Regions from separate parts of the Mus musculus genome. Here region 1 is linked to region 2. The links are chromatin contacts, called in public Hi-C maps. All regions are on one chromosome and are shown on one strand. The core of a region is the stretch at or near the end of the contact, and the rest is flanking DNA. Distances in the headings are between cores, read along the strand shown.

Region 1 (4,374 bases), core at 1,743-4,242, 740 kb before region 2:
ACTGAGCTACAATGTAACAGTGAGAACAAACTAAATGGAGCTTCAAAACCTTAGAACTTAGTATCTCATAAAAAAATGGGCTGGACAACGAATGGCTTAGATGGTGGCTTAGGCTTAGTTGCTACGTAAGCAGGTAGGCCTGAGTCTGTGTCCCTAGCACTTAGGTAAAAAACCTAGAGTGGTAGGCACACCTGCAGTCTCAGCGCTGGGGAAGCAAAGATGGTGGGGAGATCCCCTGGGCTTGCTGCCTAGCCAGTCTAGCTGCACAGTGAGCACCAGGTTGACCTCAACTCAAAAAATAATATGCAGTGTGCTTGTGAAAGATATCCGGTGTCAACTGCTGGTCTTTACACACACGGGCATGTACATGCACGCAACTCCTTCAACCATCCACACTACACACAAAGGTCAGAGGTGGGCAGCTCATGTCCATAAAGACACACCTCAGGGCCCAAGGGTCTAATTTCCTGTGGTTTCATTCCACCATCCTTATATAGCACGTGGTGGCAGCCGCTCTGACGTTCAGCGTGTGGGCCACAGTGGTGCTCCAAAATTCGGGCAGCAGGCTCGGGATGCGGAGACACTGTACGTTAAGGGGCATCCCAAACTTTTCATTTGTTTTCATTTGGGTACTTCCATATGGGCTGCCACTGTGCCTGTCATGTATGTTCAGTAGAATTTATTTCCCATCTCCTATCTCCCGTGTTTCACCCCTAGTCAAACCTAAAAGACCATTTGTTACTATTTTTAATGTAAATTGAATGCATGGGGATTACACTCTGAAAAAGACATAAAAGGTTAATAAGAGCAAAGCAAATCCACTTTTCGTATATCCAGTGCCAGCTCCTGGCTAATGATGCGTATACAACCATGCAGTGGTGATGATTACCATCACATTAATCACGGGCCACCCCACAAAGCTGCTTCTGTGCCCAGTTCACAGAGAAGGAGATGAGGCCAAGAGAGTGCCCGAGTGCCTGAGGTTACTCAACCTCTGCCCTTCTGACTCCCGCAGCGTGGTAGGTGAGGAACAGGGAAAGAGAGCGTTGAAGGAGCTGGAGTCTTCCTATACACAAGGTCCCAGAGCTCACACCCAGCACTGTAGGACGAAGTAGAATAGAAGAAAAATACAAAATATCTTTTTCCTTGTATCAAATGGTGACCCTTCCAGCAGTAACAAATTCCCACACAAAGCTCTGCAAGGGTTTGCCAGCTCAGCTTTTCTGATCTTCTCTTCACTTCCTAACTTCTTGTCCTCTGCCCTCCGCTTGATGTTCCACCTTAATTGACAGTCACCCAGTTTCAGGGAACAGAAACAAATTAGCATCTTCCAGAGGAGGGGATTGTGCTTGTGGTGTGATAGTGTGGATGTTGCTATAGTAATTGGCAATGGTGGTTGTGATGGCAGTGGTTGTCGGTGGCCCTGCTGAATGGTATGGTGACTGTGGTTACCGCTACCGTGCCAGTGATGGTGCTCAGGGCTGTGGGAATGGTGGCAGTAGTGGCGGGGAGGGTGGTAAGACTGTGATGGAGGTACTGGGATCAGAGCAAAGGTGAGGTGAGAGATGCTGAACTGCTTCTCCTCCTCCTCTTCCTCCTCCTCCTCCTCCTCCTCCTCCTCCTTCTCCTCCTTCTCCTCCTCCTCCTCCTCCTGCTGCTGCTGCTGCTGCTGCTGCTGCTGCTGCTGCTGCTGGAGACTATGGCCGCTCTGGACTTGGTGGCATCTTTGGGATCCTGTGACACAGGGGAGGAACATTTTTCAGCAGGACAGACTCAGGACATAGGCAGTCAGTATGGGAGGCTGCCTTTCTGTCTCTTTTGATGGCAAAAGGGGTTTCATACCCTTGCATCTTCTTGTATGTGTCAAATGATGACAGGTGGGCACAGGGCCACTCCCTTCCTTGACCATTCACAGGAAAGCTGAGTTTGGGTGTCCTTAAGTTTCCAGAGTCAACAGATGGAACCAGTTCAGTCCAGCTAGGACTGTTTTGTCTGAGGTAGCTGTGGGTCTAGGGGAGGAGAGGTGTGTACTTCTGCCACAAACAAGACATCCAGGACAGTGGTGGACTCTGCAAACTGTGGATAAAAGAGACATGGTCTCTGTTAAGCACCTGCATATTTGGCAGGTAAGACGGAGTGGGTATCCAATCCAAGGAATTCCCGGGCAGATTTGTAACATCGGAAGCTGGGCTGCACTTGAAGCCTCATTCCAGCCACACTGTCCAGGCTTGAGACATCCTGCCCTGTCAGGGAAGAAGTGATGTTTTATGAGGTCAGGGGTTCATTCTTTCCAGCTTTCCCTATTCTGAAGTTTAGGGGAGATTTTATTTTCCCCACTGGCGTCTTTTCACCCTTTCTCGGTCCTCAGGGTGGGCAGAGCGGAGTGTGCAAGAGGACTGAATTTCACAAAGCAAAACAACCCCGCCACCCCTCCCACAGCGAACTGGCAAAGGGAGCGCCAACAAGCCAGCAGTGTTCAGTACACAAAGGCTTCCTGTCCCCGCCACATACCAATTCTCCAAGCTCAGTCACTGCAGGATTGTCCACAAAACCGTGCCTCAAAGTCGTTTGAAAAATGTTAACTATGTGGGAGAAGCATGCTTCTGGATGCTCTGCCTCCTGGGAGTGAATGCAGGCTCGTTTCTCCCCGTGAGGATACTGGGGTATCAGGAGACACAGGCGCTACGCAGCGGTGAGCTCCATCAGACTGCCTCATTCAACCTCCATTCATAGAAAGAGGGGCTGCGGATTACAGGGGCTTTGGGTTAGCCCATCAGCATAAGCCTTTTTCTTCTCTTCTCTTCTCTTCTCTTCTCTTCTCTTCTCTTCTCTTCTCTTCTCTCCTCTCCTCTCCTCTCCTCTCCTCTCCTCTCCTCTCCTCTCCTCTCCTCTCCTCTCCTCTCCTCTCCTCTCCTCTCCTCTTCTCTTTTTCCCTCTGTCCCTTTCTGCCTTCTCTTTCTTTGCCTGGTGGTAGTCAGTCCCAAGAGCATCCAGCAGGGGTCACACTTTCCTTCCACATGATGCCATGTGGTTTTGTTGTATTTGTCTTGTTGCTGTTACTCTTTGTTTATTTATTTTAAGAGACATTCACACTGCACCTTGCCCTGGGCTGTAAATTTCCAACGCACTCAGAGAGATTCTGCAGTGGATGCTGTGGGAGGCAGGCCCTGAGACATACGAGCTGCCAATCATCCATGCTTCTCTTGTTATAGCATGGATAATGACAGTTACAGTGGAACAGCCATACAGCAGTGCTGGCCTTTTCATGCCTCCATTGTGCATACCACTGCGGTGTGTTGGCTTAAGTCATATTGGGCACATACTGGCATTGGCCTTATATTGACCATAGGGTCTTCTTTTCAGATTGTGACTACCTAGAGTTATTGCTTATGGACCAGTCAGGCTCCTGTGAACCATCTGGAGTGACTATAGTTGCCCAATAGCTTTCAATCTTCTGGGCTATGATCTCCGCACTGAGGAGGTTGGAGAGAGCTGCATGGCAGAGGGGAAGACCTGGGCTGGAATCTTCAATGATGTGCAGTAATGAGCTTGGAAGATGAGAAAGGAACAGTTGATTAACTCGAGCAGACCCATTGCAAGGGCTGAGAAGATGTTTGGTGGATAGGAACACTTATTGTGGAAGCCTGGAGAGCTGGCTTTGTGTTCCTAGCACGCACGCACATCTAAATCTGGGCATCCCTGTGCATAACTCCAGTGCTGGGGGCGCAGAGACAGGCAGATCCTGAGAGCTTGGTGGCCAGACAGCCTAACTGAAACAGATTCAATGAGAGACCCCATCTCGACACAATAAAGTGGAGAATGGTAGAAAAAGATAACTGAAGCCTTCCTTGACCTCTACATCCATTGGTATGCCTCTGGATATTCGTGTATGTACCCTATACACATATGCATAAACATATGCAGCACATATGTACCTATACACATGCGCACGCGCGTGCACGTGTACACACACACACACACACACACACACACACAGAGTTTGCCAGGGGGTTGCCTGGCAGTCTTCTCTGGCCCACAGTTCACAGGGTTTTCTAGCAATGAATATGTAGGAAGAGCTAAGACTTACTGGCACTCCCCAGTCCATTCCCGAGAGCCAAGTGCCTTCTAGTTCTTAATTTGGTTCTAGACTTGAGAGAACCAAGACTAAGATGTGTTTCTGGAGCACACAATCTGACCCCAGATGCCTAGTGTCATGTGATTTTTTTTTTTTTGATGAGACATAAAGAAATATGTATTTGTTGGAGATAGAGGGATGACAGATCCAAGAAAAGATTCCATGGGAGTCTCTTTTGATAACTGGTCAATTTAGAGTTCCTTACAGGAGCATGGGTGACTTAGAGTGATCACATCTTT
Region 2 (4,737 bases), core at 568-3,067:
GGCTGTAGCAAGCCTGTCCAACCTTTTAACGGTTGTTGTTGTCTACAGCACTCATGCTAAGAGCATTCAAGTTTTTACAATTAAAAAAGACAGGGAGAGAGAAATCTCCTAAAGGCTTAACTACGTTTACAATTTTCTGGAGGGTGGTACTGGGAGCTGTCCTCACCTGCATATGGCCTTTGGGCTGCAGTTAGACACCCTCCACCTCAGCAAGCCTCAGAGAGCAATTAACTGTAAGGTAAATGTGGTCTTTGAACTGCATGTAATAAAGGCTAATCATCTTAAAAGGAGAAGGAAAAAAGGGAGGTGGAGAAAAAAAGGGGGAATCCAGCTTAGCATGGGGCACAGGGAGACTGAGTGGGCGCTTAGATGTTACAGTGTTTGCAGCATCCTATATATAATGAAATCCTGGACCATAAAGAAAAAGAAAATCAAGGTTGATAAACAGAAGGAGGGAGGGAGGGGGAGGGGGAGGGAGAGGGAGAGGGAGAAGAAAAGTGGAGAGGAGAGAAAGATGGAAACTGTGCCAAACTCCAAAACAAGCCATGAGCAGAATGTAGGCGCAGGGAAGCCTTGGCAGTGGTATCTTTACTTGATGATAAAGTCACCCAGTTTCTGGAAGATGCAGTTAATGTATTTCTCGGCCCAGAGTCCACCAAGAAGTTAGCTGCCCAGGAAGGGAAAAGCATTTTATATTAAAGAGTCTTTTGGAAAGACACTGCTGGTTTAATCAGATCCAAGACTGGCCTGCAAATTAATCCTGGCTGAAGACCGGAAGTCAAAGCCACTAGCAGATCACTGTGAGGTTAGTGTAGAACAAGGCCCACTGATGTGACTGAGGTGGCAGGGCGAGAGGGGACAGTGTCCTCCAGAAGTAAAGGAAGACACCACACTCCACCCAGCCAGGTGCCCCAGGAAATCATTAACTATTCAGGAAAGACACTGAGGCTCTGAGCGGAGGAACCAGGGATTCCACATTCAAGTAGCTAGGGGCAATTAAAAAAATAAAAGAAACCTATCAGCATTTCCCTTCAGATCAGAAAAAGTGTCTGAGATGAGATGCCTGATCCTTCACCTCAACTTAATTTCTCTCTCTGTTTCCTCGAAGCCACTGGCAATCTGTACGGGAGAGCAGATAAGGAAATCCAACTGTCAGCTGTCAAAACTGAAAACAAGCAGAAGGCGCCCATCACAGCCAGCCACTCATTCGCTTTGGGGCTCCTTTTTGCCAAGCTCCAGCTGCTTCTAGGCATACAGAGCTGACTCCCTCATCCCCCACACAGTTTGCAAGTAAACGGTGCAAATGGAATAGAGTTCTTCCGAGTCTTCCTGCATCAGAGGAAGAAATAAGGGGCAAGACATGGATTTTTTTTAATAGGGTTTTGCTTCTCAGCCATGTCTCTGAGGGACACGGGAGCCAGTCCCCGCTTGCCTGGCTGGCAGAAGCGGAGCACAGCTCACTCCTGTGCAAAGTGGAGTGTGAAGACCTCTCTGGAAGTTCAATTTGTTGGTTACTATGAGCTGTCTACAATTTCCTCTCTCACTTGTAAGGCTTTCGCTGAACCCGATCTGAAAGCAATTTGGTTATTTAAATCAGGTCCCGGGACTCAAACACTGCTTATGGAGTCATCTTTTCCGGCAGAAAAGGAAGCCAGCAGACACAGAAACACCAACCTTAAGGAAACTGAGGGGAGCGATGCCTAAAAAGAGAGAAGTAAGGAAGCAAGCTGCCCGCCCGCCGATGCCCCTACACTCAGTAACAACCACCGCAGAACACCCACAGTGGCTCGCAGGCTGTGCAAGGCACTAACCAAGAGCATCAGAAAAGCCACAATTGCTTCCTTGAACCATAGCCCATGTAACTTGTGATCTTTTCACCCCGAAGAAAATGGGGGTCACAGACAAAGGAAAAGGTCAGCATGGCAGCTGCAGTTTCCCCTGAGACACACTATTAACAAATCAAAGTGAAAACTTAAAAACAAAACAAAAAAAGACTACTTAAAACACTCATCACACACATCAGAGCAACACACTGAATTCTCCAAATCTGTCTCTCACCAAGTCAGTCAGTTTCAGTCAAAATTTACACACAGCCCGGTGGTACTGACACACATCTTTAATCCCACCCAGCACTTGGGAGCCAGAAGCAGTTGGATCTCTACACACAGAAACCCTGTCTTGAAAAACAAAACAAACCAACGAAACAAACAAACAAAAAATATTTACATATATGTGCAAAATAACGAGCCAGTGAGAAGCATTTAGGGGTTAAAAATATGATGCTTAGTTTTAAGTTGGCCTTAACAAAGCCTCACTGAATTTAACAAATAGCTGCCCGAGCAACCTTTGCCTGGAAGAGCATCTATCTGTGGGGAAAGTGTCCATCCTGAGAATGTAGCACCCTAACAGAGAAGCACTTCCCCCCCCCCCCAGAAGGCCCTGAAGCGTCATCCCAAATCCCCAACAGGGAGCCATCAAGCCTCACTTACCTTCATAAGTTTCTAGGATGTGCACGGTGTCTCCAATTTGAAGGGACAGTTCATCTGCTCCCCTGGCATCGTAGTTGTAAAAGGCTGTTGGAAAAGTGACAGGAGAATGCATTAGCAGAAGCAGAAAGGATTATTTTCAACATTACAATATATTCAGTCTAGATAAACTCACATGAGCAGCCTTCAGTTCCACACACAAAAGGGAAAGGGCGCATCTTAAACATGTGCCAATTCATAACCATTCCTAATTCCAAGCAGCTCCGCTTTTTTTTTTTTTTTATTATTGTGGGGAGAGAATGTGATTTAAGTATGCAATCTTGGGCTTTGGTTATATTCATGGTATGCAACTTATCACCCCTAGATTCCAAATGTTTCCCCAACACCACAAAGAAACCCACTACCCACCCAGCAGTAGCCCCAAGCTCCTTTTTTCTGTCGCATGATAAAACACGGAGGAAAAGCAATGTATGTAGGGAAGTGTTTATTGTAGTTACACATTGCAGTCCATCATTGAAAAACGCCAGGGCAGAGGCTCAAGTTGAGAACCTTGAGGTAGCAACTGAAGTGGAGACCTTGGAAAAGCGCTGTTTATTGGCTTGCTCCCAGCCCTAAGTTCAGCTACTTTTCTTAGACAGCCAACCTGCCTAGGGATGGTACTGCCAACAGAGAGCTAGGTCCTCCCACCACCCACAGGCATGTCCTCAAGCCATTGGCATGGAGGCAACTCCTCAACTGAAGTTCCCCTTTCTGGGCGTGTGAAGGTAACGGCTTAGGCCATCTATGACAGGCATGTTTAGACCTATCTGGCCCACTGTGAGTTTAGTTGACACCAAAGTCCTTTATTGAATTGGGAAGTGACACACTTTTTCTGCAAAGAATAATGCTCAGCTTCCGAGTTCCTTCTAAAATGTCAAAGCAAGGGCATTTGCTCGGGCTCACAGCCCATCTCAAGCCTCCAAACACACACATACCTGCAAAATCCCATTTTCTCAAGTATTTCCCCCAAATTCATAAAATGTAAGTGTCCCCAACTGGCAAAGTGGGTTGTTACCAGTTATTAAGTTTATTTAGCATTTTATAGTGACTCTTTAACAGGAGATAACGGCGCAGGTAAAGGCGGCCCAGAGCAGATGCTGAGCGTCCCCAGTTCAGCACAGCCATATTCTTAAGCCTTTAGGAACCATAAATGCTTTTATATCACTGCCGTGAACAGCATCGCTTCCAGCATGCCTACTCAGTTAGAGAGCCGGAAAAGAAAAAAAAAGAAAGTCAGACATACTAAAAATGAAATAAAACGAACACATTGAGTGTAAACACATCTGGGCCTGTGTGAACATGCAAAATGTATACACATGATTTTTTTCTTAGTGTTTCCCCACAAAGAACCCTACCTATTCAGAAGCAGTGAAAAGAGGGCCGAGAATCTCATACACACATTCCAAAACCATAAATGTAACTTGGAAATGAGCCCGCAGACCCACAATCTTATCTGTGAAGGATGGCATGGCTCTATGATTGGCACGTGGCCCCAAATCACCAGACAGTCATGACCACAGCACTGTCCCCAAATCTGCACTCAAGTTAATGCTGATGACTGAATAACTCAAAATTCACAGCAAATTAAAACACTCCACAATGTAAGAATATCTGACAAAGGAATAGGGTAGATAAAACAGTGATATTCTGAAGAAATTACCATCTTAATTCCCAGAACCCAGTGCAAATGTTCCCAACATGTCCGAAGACGCCACTGCAGTTGTCACCAAGCTTAGGGTTTTCAGATGGGGACATTAATTCTGGATTACATAGTTGGCTCAAAGTAGTCACGAAGACCCCTGAGACAAGGGCACAGGATAAACAGTCCAGAATGGAGGAGACAAGGTCCAGATGGTCCTATATGCTGGGCTCACGGAGTACATGCTCCACACATGTTTCCCTGCATCCCTGGAATAAAACCTACTTGGTCAGGATGGATGATTGCTTTTATGTGTTCTTGGATTCGGTTAGCGAGAATTTTATTAAGGATTTTTGCATCGATATTCATAAGGGAAATTGGTCTGAAGTTCTCTATCTTTGTTGGATCTTTCTGTGGTTTAGGTATCAGAGTAATTGTGGCTTCATAGAATGAGTTGGGTAGAGTTCCCTCTACTTCTATTTTGTGGAATAGTTTGTGCAGAACTGGAATTAGATCTTCTTTGAAGGTTTGGTAGAACTCTGCACTAAACCCATCTGGTCCTGGGCTTTTTTT

What was found. A called contact is a pair of places that touch in the nucleus more often than the background predicts.
Region 1: a Hi-C map of cortical neurons shows a contact between it and region 2. The contact joins two enhancer-like sites.

Annotation. Positions count from the first base shown.
Region 1 is chr7:135,463,704-135,468,077 of GRCm38.p6, reverse strand. No RefSeq gene overlaps it. Among named protein-coding and RNA genes, the nearest start is that of Gm36356, 20 kb to the left of the region's middle. Within about 2 kb of position 2,992, at least 52 of the 459 cell types and tissues checked have an H3K27ac peak or open chromatin away from gene starts, as enhancers often do. A contact at or near this core is called in cortical neurons, where this site is marked.
Region 2 is chr7:134,722,166-134,726,902 of GRCm38.p6, reverse strand. Dock1 (dedicator of cytokinesis 1) reads right to left here. Exons shown (of 52, transcript NM_001033420.2): 2 at 2,490-2,573. Among named protein-coding and RNA genes, the nearest start is that of Dock1, 54 kb to the right of the region's middle. Within about 2 kb of position 1,817, at least 25 of the 459 cell types and tissues checked have an H3K27ac peak or open chromatin away from gene starts, as enhancers often do. A contact at or near this core is called in cortical neurons, where this site is marked.